2 separate regions of the Sus scrofa genome follow, and region 1 is linked to region 2. Evidence: chromatin contacts called from public promoter capture Hi-C data. All regions are on one chromosome and are shown on one strand. The core of a region is the stretch at or near the end of the contact, and the rest is flanking DNA. Distances in the headings are between cores, read along the strand shown. Region 1 holds the start of RXRB (retinoid X receptor beta). Region 2 holds the start of TAP1 (transporter 1, ATP-binding cassette, sub-family B (MDR/TAP)).

Region 1 (7,462 bases), core at 3,823-6,322, 170 kb after region 2:
TGACCCACCTGATGTCCCTTTTTGGGCCCCACCTACATGCCCTTCAGCAGACGCCTGGCAAGGGAGGCAGGGCGCAGTGGGTTTGTGGGATGGGGTCAGAAAGAGAATCTTATCAGTGGGGACGGGGGTTTCTTGTCAGCTGGGAGCTTTTGAGGTAGAGGGTCTTACTGAGGGGGATAGCTGGGTAACTTAGGAGTCTCCGAAGAAGAGGAGGCTCCAAGGCTGCCTTGGTCTTGAGAGACAGGGGTGATCTTCCTCTTACCTGGATTGAACAGAATGATTGCCCTCAGGCAGCCAAGTTCTGTCTTGTCCATCCTCATGTCACGCATTTTGGACACTAGCTCTGTCAGCACCCTGGAGAGGGACCTGCAGGTCACTCAAAGGTCACAGCTCAGCCAGCCTTGGACACGGACCAGCCTATAGCCCCACCCCCTCTACCTAGAGGCCAGCCTAGCCGAGGGCCACTGACCGGTCAAAGATGGCTCCCACGCCTGCCGAATGGGCTGAGTTGCGGTGCACGTGAAGACCTGTGGCGAGGAGGATGCCATCCCGGACGTCAATGGACCGGTGAGAGAAGGAGGCAATGAGGAGCTCGTTCCAGCCTGGGTGGGGGGCAGCGAGGGTCAGGAGCCGGGGATCAGGCCACGGGATTCAAAGCATATCAGGGGAAGAGAAGAGGAGGTGGCAAGGTCAATGAGATCGGCTCCCCGAATTGGCAAGGTAAGGCCACTGGAGTCTCTGAAGGTTGGGAGGTCCGAGAGGGGTCAAAGGACAAGAGGTCCAAGGGGTCCAAGGCCACTGACCTGCCCGTAGCAGTATGACCTGGTCATCCAGAGGCAAGGAGGAGAAGTGTGGGATCCTCTTCGCCCACTCAACAAGTGTGAAGAGCTGTTTGTCAGCTGCCTGACAGATGTTAGTCACAGGGTCATTCGGCTGCGGGGGATGAGGGGTGAGAGTCACGGAAGGTTTGCAAGTACACTGGGAGCCCCCTCACTTAAGAGGCTGTTGACACCCACTCCTTATGAGCCCCATCTGAAGCAAGTCCTTCTCTCTGGCATTCATGAAAACAGTGATTTATCTGGGACTTGCCTGCGGTTCTGCAAGTGGGTTGTCTGGGGAGCAGGGACAGAGGATGCTACCACACCCACCTGGGAGGTTTGAGAGACCCTGCTTGGAGGACTTCCAGTCCCGGGGAGTGTTAAGTGGGTTGTAAAGGGAAGGCGGGGGAGGGGGAGAGAGAGCGGACCTAGACCCGGCCCCCCCCACCCCATCAGGAGGAAGAGTAGACTGACTCCACCACTCACGCTGCTGCCGCTACCCCCGGTTCCCCCAGGACCCTCAACGCCCTGGTCACTCTTCTGCTCCACGGCAAGCTCTGCCTCCAGGATCCTGTCCACGGGCATCTCCTCAGGGGCTCCCCCAGCCCCCTCCCCATCCCCGTCCTTGTCCTTCCCTCGCTGGCGCTCCTCCTGTACCGCTGCGGGGGAAGAAGGAAGGAGAAAAAAGTGGAAAGTCAGCAGCCAGTTATGAGGAGATTCCAAAACGTCCTTAGGGCCTTATCAAGGTCTCATGGCCTTTAGGAGATATTTATAGAAATTGCAAAAGTCACTTGAAACAACAGCAGACGTGGGGCAGTCTAGAAGCAAGCATCATAAAAGGACAGATAAATAAACCAAGAAGGAGAAGTAAAAGGGTGGGTACAGGAATAAGGGAGAAACCTAACATTTAAATTGAGGGTCTACTTCACACTAAGAAACAAACTAGGCACACATTAACATTCACTCAATTATTATAACAACCCTGTGGGCGCTTCTCCCCATTTTTATATTTTTCTTTGTTTTCTGGTCTTTTTTATTTTTTTAAAAGATTTTTATTTTTTCTATTATAGTTGATTTACAATGTTCTGTCCCCATTTTTAAAGATAATGAATTTGGAGTTCCCATTGTGGCTCAGTGGAATCGAATCTGACTGGTATCCATGAAGATGTGGGTTCAATCCCTGGCCTCGCTCAGTGGGTTAAGGATCTGGCGTTGCTGTGAGCTGTGGTGTAGGTTGCAGACGCGGCTTGGATCCCACATGGCTGTGGCTCTGGCGTAGGCCAGTGGCTACAGTTCTGATTGGACCCCTAGCCTGGGAGCCTCCATATGCCACAGGTGTGGCCCTAAAAAACAAAACAAAACAACAACAACAAAAAAGACAAAAAAAAAAAAGAATTCCAGAATCAGATTTCAGAAGATAAGCTAGAGATTTAAAAGAGGGAAAGAAGCCCTGACGTCTTCAGTAAAGGCTGTAGCTTAAGAGGGCAGAATCCTAGAGTTTGCAGGAGAGAACACAGGGAACAGGGAGATGGAGACCAGAGTGGATGCCCTGGGTCAGAGAGGAAGAACTCTTTAGGTTAGAGAAGGTGAGCGAGGTGGGGAAGGAGAAGTGATCCTAGCCTAGCACCAGACCAGGGAGGCGCTGGAGGTGCAGGTCACAGGGGCAGAAGCATTAAGAAGGAAACTCAAGGGACCAGACCAGGGTCCCAGGGAGGAGAGCTGAAGAGAGGAGCAGAGAAAAATCAAACACCGCCCTCTGGAGGAGAGAAAGAAGAGTCCGGCCTTCCTGAGATACAGTCTGTGCTGAGGTCTTCCCTCTACCTCCTGCCTCCTCTCCCACTGGGCAGACTGGGAGGCCTACGTGAGGAGGCCCTTACCCTCCCGCTTCATGCCTGTGGCCAGGCACTTCTGATAGCGGCAGTACTGACAGCGGTTCCGCTGGCGCTTGTCCACCGTGCAGTCCTTGTTGTCCCGGCACGAGTAGGTCAGGTCCTTACGGATGGTGCGCTTGAAGAAGCCTTTGCAGCCCTCACAGCTGTAAACCCCGTAGTGTTTGCCTACAATGGGAGAGGAAGAGCAATAAGACTGTGTGTAGACCCTGCACCACAAACATGCTTGCCACCCTCCCCCCAGCAAATCTAGTTTAAGTCTGCTCTTTGTTTGCCAAGTAGAGAGATGGGGAACCAGGATGTGAGGGATGATCCAGCCTCACTCTTCTTATGTTCAAAACCCTACACCAGCCCCCTCCTCCCTCTGACCACTCCACATCCCAAATCTGAGCTGCAGGTTCTTTAACTCTCATCAGAGCTCCCCAGCTCACTTGCTCTAATGCAACCTCAGTGGCCCCTGGGAATCCCACAGGTGATGGTATGTGGAACACTCTTTCTTCCTCCCTCCTGGTCCTCTGAGTCTCATACCTGAGCTTCGGTCCCCGCAGATTGCACATAGCCGTTTGCCAGCCCCAGGGCCACCTGGAGGGGGTGGACAGTGCAGGCCCCGGACCCCTAAGACTGGTGGCTTCACATCTTCAGGGGGGCCAGACCCACCCCCAGGGAGCGACACTGTTGAGTTAATCTGGGATGGGGGAAATAGGGAAGTCACAGGAAGACTCATTGGGAAGGATAATTTTTCAGAGGTGACAGAAATCACTCCCTACCACTAGGCAGGGCCCTGCATTGCACACTACAAAGGGCATTATTGACACTGCAGTGCCCATGAAGGGCCACCCCCAATGAGCACAACCCCAAAGAGGATGAGATATAAAGGTCCCCCTGAAATTGTGCAACACAATGGCCCCGAAGGCTTGTATCTCAGAAGGGCAGCTGGGACAAAAAGGGCAAAAAAAAAAAAAAAAAAAAAAAAAAAAAAACAATCACTAATAGATGGAAAGGGACATCAAGAACACCTGGGTTCTTTTATAGGGTCGGGGAGGAGGCATGTACTGAACGATCAGTCACTTCAGGAAGGGCAAGGGGTCTCGAAAGGACTTCAGGCCTGGCAGGTCAAGGGGCCATGGGGAAGTTCACTCAAGGATGTGGAGTCACAGGAAAACAGGAAATGAAAGTGGAGAGGCAGGAAGTGGGTCACAACCTCTCACCTGGGGACTGCTGACAGGCCCGGAGAATCCTGGGGGAGCTGGAGGGGGCAGACCAGGGGACCCCATGGAAGAGCTGATGACTGGAAAGGGGGAGCCCAGTGGGGGGGGTGGCATCGGGGGTGGGGGTGGGGCCCCAGAGCCTCCAAGGGATGCAGCTGCTGAAGGTGGTAGGGGTGGCCCAGGAGGAGAAGGGGGAGCGGCCCCCTGGGGAAGGGGATTTGGGGAGGAACTGTCTGGGCTTCGGGAGTCTGGGGAGGGGTACACACAGGCAGACACAGACAGGAGAGACAAAAAGAGAAAATGAGTCTTCGATCATCCAACCGGAGACTTTTAATTCTTTCTCTGATCCCCCACCGCACCCCCACCCCACCCCACCCCACCCACCCCTTCCTAAGTTCAGAGGTACCCTGCTGTCAAACAACGGCTTAACTCCTAACTGTGGTGAGAGGAAGGGGTTGCCAAAGAAGAGGACAGTTCAGGTGAGGCACGTTCCAAGCAATGCATTTGGTCACCCCAGGCCTGGGGCATCTCGTGTGGGTGGGGCAGCACGTGGTGTGGACCAGTCAGCACCTCCATTCCCAGTTTGGAGCCAAACCAAGCAGGGAAAAGAGACAGGCGGAAGAGACCCCTCCTAGGACGCAGAATCTGCCTTCAAACGTCCAGAATCCTCAAGCTCAAGGTCTACTGTCCCACTCCTGGGATCTCAGGAGTGTAAGGCCTCAAGCGGCCGGCCACCCCTCGGACGGCGGAAGCTCCCCTTCCCCGCCCCGCCCCGGGGGGAGGGCGCTAAGGCCCTCGGGAGGGAGGGGACGCGTGTTTACAAACAAGGGGGCGGGAGCGCCTGGGAAAGAGCATCAGGGGAGGGGGGGTAGGGGCTGCTGATAACGCGGTCACTGCCTTGCCTGTCCGTCTGTTAGGACACTCACCCCGCCCGCTGTCGCCCATCCCGTCCCGTCCAGCCTGCCCCGGCTCCGGCTCCGGGGTTTGTTGTTCTCCGGCTGCCGCTGCCGCCGCCGCCGCTGCGGGATCCAGCCAGGGCCGCCGCCGCCGCCACCGGGACGCGACCCCACAATGCATTTCTTTTCGCACCCCCACCGGCCCACACTGCCCTGCGGCATGCCGCTGGGGGAGGAAGGGCGGGCGAGCCGCCCAAGACATGATTCCTGGCTGAGTGTAGGGATGCCGAGAGGGTACCAGGGATTCTCAAGAACTGATCGGGGAATTCGGCTAGCACGAGGAAGCCCCAGAGAAAAAGACTTTGGCCTGAACCGAGTCAAATTAAGCGCTTCGCTCTGCTCTGTACCCAAATGACAGCGCCGATGTGGCAGCCATCTTGGTATAGACGGGAAGTCTCCGCGCTAGTTCCCGCCCCCTCGTCTAGTTGGAAACCGAGGAGGCGGTCTCCTCCAGCCTGTTAAGCGGCCTCGCCCAGCATCCCCTCAAATAACCTCCACACTCGCGCGTGCGCGCCAGGACAGGCGCGCTTCATAGCTACCGGGATGCGGCCATATTGGTAAAGTATTGGGACCAAGGTAGAACCGAATTCCCTGTTCTCGCGGGAGCTGGAGGTGGGACTGCCACGTCCGAGCAAACCGGGAAAGGAGAGGATCCCGGAGCCGGTGAGAATAGCCCGCTTTTCTCTGCTGTCCTTTCCAAGCCTTTTTTCTCAACTAGTGGGCCATAGAGACGAGGGCCCAGAGAGTCCAAGAGTGGAGGATCAAAGCCTAGAGCGGTATCCCGGGGGCCCTACATCCGGGAAGGGGTTCGGGATAAAGAAAACGAATCTTGGGGACAATGTGGGTGGGGACAGAATGGGACGGGGAAGCGGTCCATAGACGTGGACAGAGGGCGCTATCGGAGTAAAGCGGACCCTGTATAGGTATACAGTTGAGGGTCAAGTGGAGTCATTGTCTGTGTCCCTCTGGTCAGCGTGATGGCCAGAGGCCTGGGGGCCCCCCACAGGGTGGCCGTGGGACTGCTGACGTGGGCAGCCTTGGGGCTGCTAGTGGCCGGACACGGGGGTCATGGCGACCTGTACGAAGACCTGCAGGAGGACTTGCATGGCCACAGCCACAGGCATTCACATGAGGATTTCCACCATGGACACAGCCATGCCCATGGCCATGGCCATACTCATGAGAGCATCTGGCATGGGCATACCCACGGTCACGATCATGGACATTCACATGAGGATTTGCACCATGGCCATATTCATGGCGACTCCCATGAGAGCCTCTACCACCCAGGACACGGACATGACCATGAGCACAGCCATGGAGGCTATGGGGAATCTGGGGCTCCAGGCATCAAGCAGGACTTGGACACTGTCACTCTCTGGGCCTATGTGAGTCCCCCGGGATGGGGCAGAGGGGGGCGAGTTCTGGATTGTTGGGAAGTCCCACACCTCTTGACCCCTGACTTTCCCTCACTAGGCACTAGGGGCCACAGTGCTCATCTCTGCAGCTCCATTTTTCGTCCTCTTCCTTATCCCGGTGGAGTCCAACTCACCTCGGCACCGCTCTCTGCTCCAGATCCTGCTGAGTTTTGCTTCGGGTGGGCTCTTGGGAGATGCCTTCCTGCACCTCATTCCTCATGCTCTGGGTAAGTGACCTCAAATCTTAGAGTGTTTTATTCTTTGAATGAGAGGGTTCTTTCCTCTTTGTGATCCCTGACCTTCTAGTGTCCCCCCAATACACACCTTTTGTGTGGGATATTCCCTTATCTAACCTTTTCCCCCACTTCTTCCAGAACCCCATTCTCACCACCCTCTGGAGCAGCCCGGACACGGACATTCCCACAGTGGTAAGGAAGGGGAGGATGGAGATAATGGTTTGGGGTGCTAGGGAAGGTCTGTCCCTCCCTGTTCTCCTCTACTTGGGGAGGAAGAGTCTGGAATCTATATTTCTCTTAATGTCTCAATGTGTCCATCCCCAGGCCAGGGCCCCATTCTGTCTGTGGGACTGTGGGTCCTCAGTGGAATTGTCGCCTTTCTTGTGGTGGAGAAATTTGTGAGACACGTGAAAGGAGGACATGAACACAGTCACGGACATGGACATGCTCACGGTCACACGCATGGAGGTCATGGACATGGAAGACAGGGTGAGCCTAGGAAATACTTTAATGAAAACCGTCTTGCCTACCTCTGAATCTGCTCATTTTATGGCTCCTGGGTGGGAGGGGACTCCCCTTTTGAGGACATATTGGTAGGTCTCCATTCCCCACTCTTACCAGCTCCTCTTTTCCCCTCAGAGTGTCCTTCAAAGGAAAAGCAGAGCTCAGAGGAAGAAGAAAAGGAAGCAGGGGCATCGAGGAAGAGAAGAGGAGGGAGCACAAGGCCCAAAGATGGGCCAGTGAGACCTCAGCATTCTGGAGAGGAAAAAGCAGGGTCAGGTGAGGGCCAGGGTTGCATACACTTGGACAAGGGGCATCATCACGAGTTACATGGAAAAGGGCTGTGGGTAATGGCAGGTGTCTGGAAACACTGGGGCTGGGCATGAAGTGGTCTCTTGGGGGAGATGTGATAATGGCTGACTAGGGTTCGGACTAG
Region 2 (7,000 bases), core at 2,726-5,225:
GGAACAGTGAGTAGGGTGACTGAGCCTCCGGTTGTTAGAATATGGCCACTGAACCAACCACTGGGCAGTGGAGGAAGAGTGTGGAGCAGGGTCATGGGAAAGGGAATGGCATTGAGGCATCTTGGGGACAAGGGACTAGGCAGTCATCTGCAGGTGCTCACACTGGTGGTCCAGAGGTCGACCGCATAGGCCAGGGCCTCCTTCTGGTTGAGTGTCTTCATGTCCTGCAGCTTTTGCTTGAACTTCTGGGCCTCACCCTCTTCATTGGCAAAGCTCCGGACAGTAGGCATAGCTGACAGAACCTCAATGGCCACCTGGCTTGACTTTGCCAGAGATTCCTGCACCTGTGCTGCCAGCACCTGTGGAGACGTGGACCAGAGATGCCACACATGATTGTTGACAAACCATAGGGGACACTAGTACCTGAGTTATCCGATTAGAGTTTAAAGGTGAGACGTGGCAGAGGGAAGGCAAGGGGACAAAGGGACACAGCCAGGCCCCCAGATACTAAAGGATACAGAGAAGAGGAAAATGACTTAGAAGCGTCGTAGGGGAGCATATTCTTGAGATGGGTGATCATGTTCTTAAAGACAGATTGTGGGCAGGCATTAGAAGAGAAGACACAAGGGATGTGAAGATCAACACTGAGCAATCTGGGAACATGGACGACAGGGACAAGGAGTCCCACAAAGAGGAGAACCAGTGAAGGTGCCAGGAAAGGGATCTGAGCCCACCAAGTCTGGGATGAGGGTCAGTGTAGGTTGAGGCAACTCCCTAGACATACCTGGTGCCATTTCCCCAGCTTCTCAGGCAGAAGGAAAAGCAGTGGCAAGGCGGCCAGGGTGACCATGGTGAGGGGAGGTGACCCCCAGAGCATGAGCCCTAAGAGACACAGTCCCCGTGCGAGGTACCACAGCAAGAGGCTCAGCTCCGAACTCAGAGACACACTCACAGTGGATGTGTCCTCTGTTACCCGAGATGTGATGGCACCTGCCAAGGGTTCAAGAGAAGAGAGTGGAGTGAACAGGAGGCTCAGAGTGATGGGAGCGACGAGCAATGAGCCAGGTGCCACAGCGAAGGGCATCAACACAGTGTTCTAAGAAGGTCAGGAAAAGGAGTTCCCGTCGCGGCGCAGTGGTTAACGAATCCGACTAGGAACCATGAGGTTGCGGGTTCGATCCCTGCCCTTGCTCAGTGGGTTAACGATCCGGCGTTGCTGTGAGCTGTGATGTAGGTTGCAGACTTGGCTCGGATCCGCGTTGCTGTGGCTCTGGCGTAGGCCGGTGGCTACAGCTCCAATTCGACCCCTAGCCTGGGAACCTCCATATGCCGCGGGAGCGGCCCAAGAAATAGCGGGGAAAAAAAAAAAAAAAAAGACAAAGAAGGTCAGGAAAACAAGGTCTGTGGTTGGGGGAGGACTGAAACATAATGCAAGAAAAATGTGTTAGAGTGGAAAAGCCTGGCCAAAGACCTTCGTTTTAACTATAAAGAAATTGATGCCCAGAGTTCCCACTGTGGCTCAGCGGTTAAGGACCTGACGCCGTCTCTGTGAGGTTGCAGGCTGGAACCCTGGCTTCGCTCAGTGGGTTAAGGACCAGCTGTTGCCACAAGCTGTGGCGTAGGTCACAGATGCTGGATCAGGTGTTGCCATGACTGGCACAGGCCTCACCTGTAGCTCTGATTCAACCCCTGGCCCAGGAACTTCCATATGCCACAGGTGCAGTCATAAAAGAAAAAAAAATTTTTAAAGAAATGGATGCCCATGTGAACTTCTGTTTCTCTGACAGGTGTCTGTTCCTTAAAGAACTTGTATATACCATGCTCATAGGTAGGAAGAACTTAAGCTGGTCATACAAGAGCTGGAGAAAAATGGAGAGACTACTAGAGAGCAGTCCAGGAAACCACAGCAAGCACTGGATTGGGAATCAAGACATGGGTTCTGCTCTCAAGTTTGTCTTCATCCATGTGCATCCATGCAAATGTTGGCATTTAGGTCTAGACCTCATTTCACTTCTCTGTAAAATGAGTCAGCTAGACTCTCTAATCTCAAAATTTCCAGGTTTGAAATTCTACCTAAATACACTTATAGGGATAGTTTATGGAAAAATCTTGGGTGGAAACAGTAGGTTAATCATTTTTTTTTTTGTTTTATTGTGTTTTTGGTTTTGTCTTTTTTTTTTTTTTTTTTTTTTTTTTTTTTGCCCTTCCCACAGCATGCAGAATTTCCCTGGCCAGATGGAACCTCGCCATAGAAGCAAACTGAGTCACAGCAGCGATCTGAGCCACAGCAGCCACAGAACTACAGCAGTGGCAACACCAGATCCTTAACCCGCTGAGCCACCGGCGAACTCCAACAGTAGGCTTTTCTAAAGGTAAAGAGCATATCTTGCTCTTGAAGTACATCAAGAATAAAAAGGGACACCATTTGTGTGTGTGTGAGAGAAAGATCAAGATTATAAGTAAAAGATGAAGTGTGGGGATACAAATAGAAAACAGACGGATAATGAAAGAGGTTCATAAGACACCTGTTTGATTCTTCTGAAAAAACTCTGTTTCTTGGCGCAGGACAGACCGAAACACCTCTCCCTGCAGGTGGCTGTGCACGCGGCCCATGGTGCTGTTATAGATCCCGTCGCACACGAACTCCAGCACCGAGCTAGAGGGAGACAAAGAAGGAGGGCCGGTCGGTCAGGGACCCCGTAGAAGTGCACTTTGGAGGGCGGCCCCAACTTCCAACTGCGCCCTTTTCAGGGTCCCCCGTCCCCAGCCTTCCAAGCTCAGCAGTCAGACCTGGCTATGATGAGGATGGACATGAGAGTTAGGTTCTGCGTGAAGGCAGCACCTGCCCCATCTCGTAGAATCCAGTCAGTGAGCCGGCCTGTGAAGAACGGAATGGCCATCTCCCCTGGGGAGGGAGAGGAGAGATGGGCGGGTCAGAAAGAGCAAGTCTAAGCAGCCTAAGCAGCTCAGCTCTAACCAGGCTGCACCTCCCGCCCATCCTCCCTTCACCCTTGCCCATTATCCTGCAGAAACAGCGCACACTCTCGGCACTGGAATGGGCCCCCGGGGAACTCGTAATCCTGTGGCCTCACCAGACCTTTAGAGGGTTAATTAAGAAGCCTAGGATGGTAGGAGGAAAGAGCTCGCCCAAGGTGGCCAGTGAAGCAACACCTGAGCAGCACTGGAGTCCAGGACTCCTGACTCCCACCCAGTCCAGGGCTCTTTCCTCTCCACCAAGTGGACCTGAGCGGGGTGGGCTTGCTCTTATCCACATTTCCGAGAACTCACACCTGTCTATCTCACTGACCGTTAGGCTTGATTCCTACCCAGCCCTCTAGCCTCCCTCTCCCTCCCCCCGCATCCCCCTTACCAAGGCTGGAGAGGACCACCAGGGTCAGAAGGAGCCAGAGGTGGCGGATCTCTGAGCCCAGGCAGCCGAGAAGCCGGCTCACTGTCACTCCAGAGCCTCTGTGACTTCCTTGCACCCAAAGGCTGCTAAGCTTATGCCACAGGGCGGCCGCGGGCAATGCCGCCGCATAGCTGAGGGCGAAGGCATCGAGGCGACTCCCCCAGTGCAGTAGCCGCGTGCTGTCAGCCGCTCCCGAGCCCAACTCTCGGAACAAGGCAAGTCCCGGCAGAGCCAAGCCCAGAGCCGCCGCCAGCGGCTCCAAAGCTGCCAGCCATCCCCGAAGTCCTGTGCTTTTCTCCCGGAAGCCAACCGTCGCCCTGAGGACGCTGCGGGCCCCCAACCACAGCACAGCCCAACGGCTCAGGCCCACCACCCAGACCCGGAGCAGCGGCAGCGCTGGGGGCAGCAGCAGGGAGGATATCCGGGGCAGCGCCGGCCGGAGCAGCACCCAGTCGGCGAGAAGCAGCAGCGCTGCCCCCAGCCAAGGGAGGGAAGCTCGGGAGACGCAGAGACACCCGCAGGGAGCGGAGGACCCCGAGCTGGCCATTGGCCGTACGAGGTCGACCCCCGGCCTGGGGCTCTCGCTATCCCTGCTGGGCTGGATTCTCTGGATGCTGTCGGAGTGGGTGCCCGAGCAGGCCCGGACCCGCAGCGGGGAGGGTCCAGGGGCGGGCCGGGGCGGGGATCTCGGAAAGTCCCGGGAACCGACCTGGACCGCCTCAGCGAGCTGGAAGCAAGCGGTTTATGGGAAAGGGAAAACGAAAGCGGCCGCCGGCTCACTAGACCCGCCCACTTCCCCAAGGCGGCCAGCCCGGACTATTTTGGAGGAGGGCGTTGGCATCAGATCTGAGGTTTGGGGGAGGAGCCCTGGCGCTCCACCTTCACTATCACCAACGCCAGACCCTCCTTCTTTCCTTGCCTCCTCTTGCGGGATCCAATGGTCTGGACTTTTTCACCCCAGCCCTTTGGTAGGGATCTTACGTCATCTGTCTCCGGGCAGACCTGCACCACACAGGTTGGCGCAGGGGTGCGAAGCCGCAAGGAGCGGACCCGGGCGCCCCCTGGCGGGCGTGGTGAAGGGGCGGGGCTGTAAGGCAGCTCACCCCGTGCTGTCCCAGGTCGGAAACCAGTGCCCAAGGCAGCGAGGAGCGTGGCACCGGGATGCTGCGGGCTGGAGGACCTACTGGGGACTTACCCCGGGCCGGAGAAGTCCACACTGGGGTAATGAGTCTGGGCTTGAGGGCCAGCAGAGGGGTGGAGCGACAAGGGGACCCTGGAAGCGCCAAGGAGTAAATTTGAAGACTAACAAGCGTGAGGAGATAGCTTGTAGCAGCCAGCTGCTTGCACCCTGAAATGAATACAGGCGTCTCTGTTCTGGAGGGGGTCGTCTAGGGGTCCGCGAAGGGACTGGGCACGCGAGGCTGGTAGAAAGGGGATGCATTGGCCCTTAGGTGGAAGCGTTAAGGGGAAGCTGTTCCAAAGCGCTTTCGCTTTCACTCTGGACTGGAGGGGGGGGATGGTTAAATCAAGGGAGGGGGTTGGAGAGGATGCACAGAGATGAGGAAATTGTGCCCTGGGTGAAGTAGGACAGCGCTTGAGAGATGGGAGTATGGGTACTAATGGAGAAGGGACACAACCGTTTGATAAGCCAGCCCTTGGGTAACTCATAGTCTGATCATGGGGGTTCTATGTGAGCTGGTAGTGCCCTTCTCCAGCTGGGCCCAGGAAGGCTCCTGCTTGGCCCAGGCGCTGCCATGCTCCCTTTCCAAGGTCTTGCACACACCTGCCGGGGGACTTTTGCCCAGGTTGGGCCCCCGGGGGGCAGATGGCAGCCCAAGACTGGCTGGCTTCTGCTCTCAAACTACTGCCACCACTCAGCGTCAGAGCAGCTTTGTTGTAAAGCAACACCCTCTAGGATGGGGTTGCCCCTGTTCCCTGGTGGGCTATTCATGACCAATCAGTAGGTCAAAATGAACACTCAGGCTAATATCCCTGGGGGCCAAGGTAACTTATGGAGTGGTGAGAAGGAGAGCCATAAAACCATTTATAAATCAGATAATCTCCCCTCACAGCCAGATGAGCAGTGGAGAGTAAGAAGTCAGAACAAAGCATGAGAACTAGACCTGGGTTTTAGTTGTGTGCTTTGGACGAGTCACTCACCTTCTCAGTGACTCAGTTTCTTCTAAAGGTTCTTTCCAACTCAACGGGAGTTAAAATTGTACCTTTATTCTCCTTCATTCTTTCTTCTTCTCCTTAATTTCCTTTCTTGACCTGGAAAAGTCAGCTCAAACTCCCCAATCAAATGCTCCCTTGGTACAAATCCCTTCCCCTGTCTACTGAGATATCTATTTGCGTCTTGATCAGAAATCCTTGAATGAAACCTTTGTCTCATGTGCTTCTTGCTCTTTCCTCCTTCCTTTTCACTGGCCATGCTAACCACTGACCTCTGAGGTGTTTTCCATTGTTCAATAAACTGAAAGCTCACTTCTGATGAAAGGTGTGGGATGGATGATTCCGGGCCAAAAAAAAAAAAAACTAGAGCTTGTTACCTTGTTTCCCAAGATGATCACGGTAACTTGCTGGGGGGGGGGGGGGTCGGTAGCACAGCTGTACACACAGCAAGCAGATGTGGAGGTAATTCACTTGCACAGCTGCCTCTGGGTGCTTGGAAGTGCCCTCCCCCACCCTTTAATCAAAAGGAGTCCTTCTGCCTCTAGGCACCTCACCCTGTCTCTCTCTTTACGATGCAAAGAACTCCACTTAGGAAGGTTGGGGCTCAGGGATGCCCTTCCTTCTGTGTGATACCATGGCCAGGCTCTGACCTTCCCTTGCAGCCAGGAGAGACAAGAGAGAAAATGGAAAGATGGAGGGAAAAAAAAATCCAATACTGGAAGTCCCCTCTGGCCTCAATGACCGTGTGACCTTGAGCCAGACATCTCCCCTCTCTTGAGGCTGTTTCCTCAAGAAGGAAGGGATCCCTCCACATGAAGGGATCAAGGCTCTTCCTGCTCTGATAGTCCCTCCTCTGTGTCTCTGCAGACAACCATCATGGCGGTGGAGTTTGATGGGGGCGTCGTGGTGGGATCTGATTCCCGGGTGTCTGCAGGGTAAGTACAAGTGATGGTGTATACTTTTGGAAGGAAGCTAATGGTCCCAAACACACGTTTTTCTTAACCATTCATGAAGAGACTGATGAACTGGTGCTTTGGAGACACTGATTTAACCTTTCAGAAAGGCCACTATAATAAGATATTGGGTGGGTATTTTTTCGGGACTCTAAAGGGTTTGGGGGGTAGAGATTTCAGAGACCTTCTTGCCACCTGTGTTTAGAGATAGAAAAAAATGCTTCTGCCAGGCAGATATTGTGTTTTCTCATCCACTGTGTGTTGAACTAATTTCATCTTCCTCCCTTCTGGCTAGTTTCCTCACATACAAAATATATATATATAGGATTTGGTCAATACTATTTAATGTTCCCATAGAACACATAACTTCCTCCAGATGGTTAATAGCAAAGAAAAATTAATAAGGGGAACATTATTCTTTTTTTTTGTCTTTTCGTATTTTTCTAGGGCCGAGCCCACGGCATAT

What was found. Promoter capture Hi-C pulls out the DNA fragments that hold promoters and counts their contacts.
Region 1: a contact with region 2 is called in a promoter capture Hi-C map of fetal liver, with 3 times the contacts expected there. The contact joins the promoter of RXRB here to the promoter of TAP1 in region 2. A contact is called at or near these places in 2 of 5 promoter capture datasets (fetal liver and liver), 5 of 47 Hi-C or Micro-C datasets (embryonic fibroblasts, heart right ventricle, liver and 1 more) and 2 of 2 datasets of contacts at active chromatin or transcription factors (alveolar macrophages and skeletal muscle).

The regions. Positions count from the first base shown.
Region 1 is chr7:25,237,582-25,245,043 of Sscrofa11.1, forward strand. RXRB (retinoid X receptor beta) reads right to left here and starts at 5,073. Exons shown (of 10, transcript NM_001190246.1): 1 at 4,842-5,073; 2 at 3,916-4,163; 3 at 3,236-3,392; 4 at 2,696-2,875; 5 at 1,305-1,477; 6 at 804-933; 7 at 470-602; 8 at 263-354. The coding sequence starts at 5,073. It overlaps SLC39A7 (solute carrier family 39 member 7), which reads left to right and starts at 5,429. Exons shown (of 7, transcript NM_001131045.1): 1 at 5,429-6,259; 2 at 6,348-6,516; 3 at 6,664-6,717; 4 at 6,850-7,014; 5 at 7,165-7,305. The coding sequence starts at 5,849.
Region 2 is chr7:25,067,813-25,074,812 of Sscrofa11.1, forward strand. TAP1 (transporter 1, ATP-binding cassette, sub-family B (MDR/TAP)) reads right to left here and starts at 3,976. Exons shown (of 11, transcript NM_001044581.1): 1 at 3,371-3,976; 2 at 2,791-2,905; 3 at 2,526-2,656; 4 at 785-990; 5 at 162-359. The coding sequence starts at 3,956. PSMB9 (proteasome subunit beta 9) reads left to right here and starts at 4,385. Exons shown (of 6, transcript NM_001037961.1): 1 at 4,385-4,630; 2 at 6,449-6,516. The coding sequence starts at 4,571.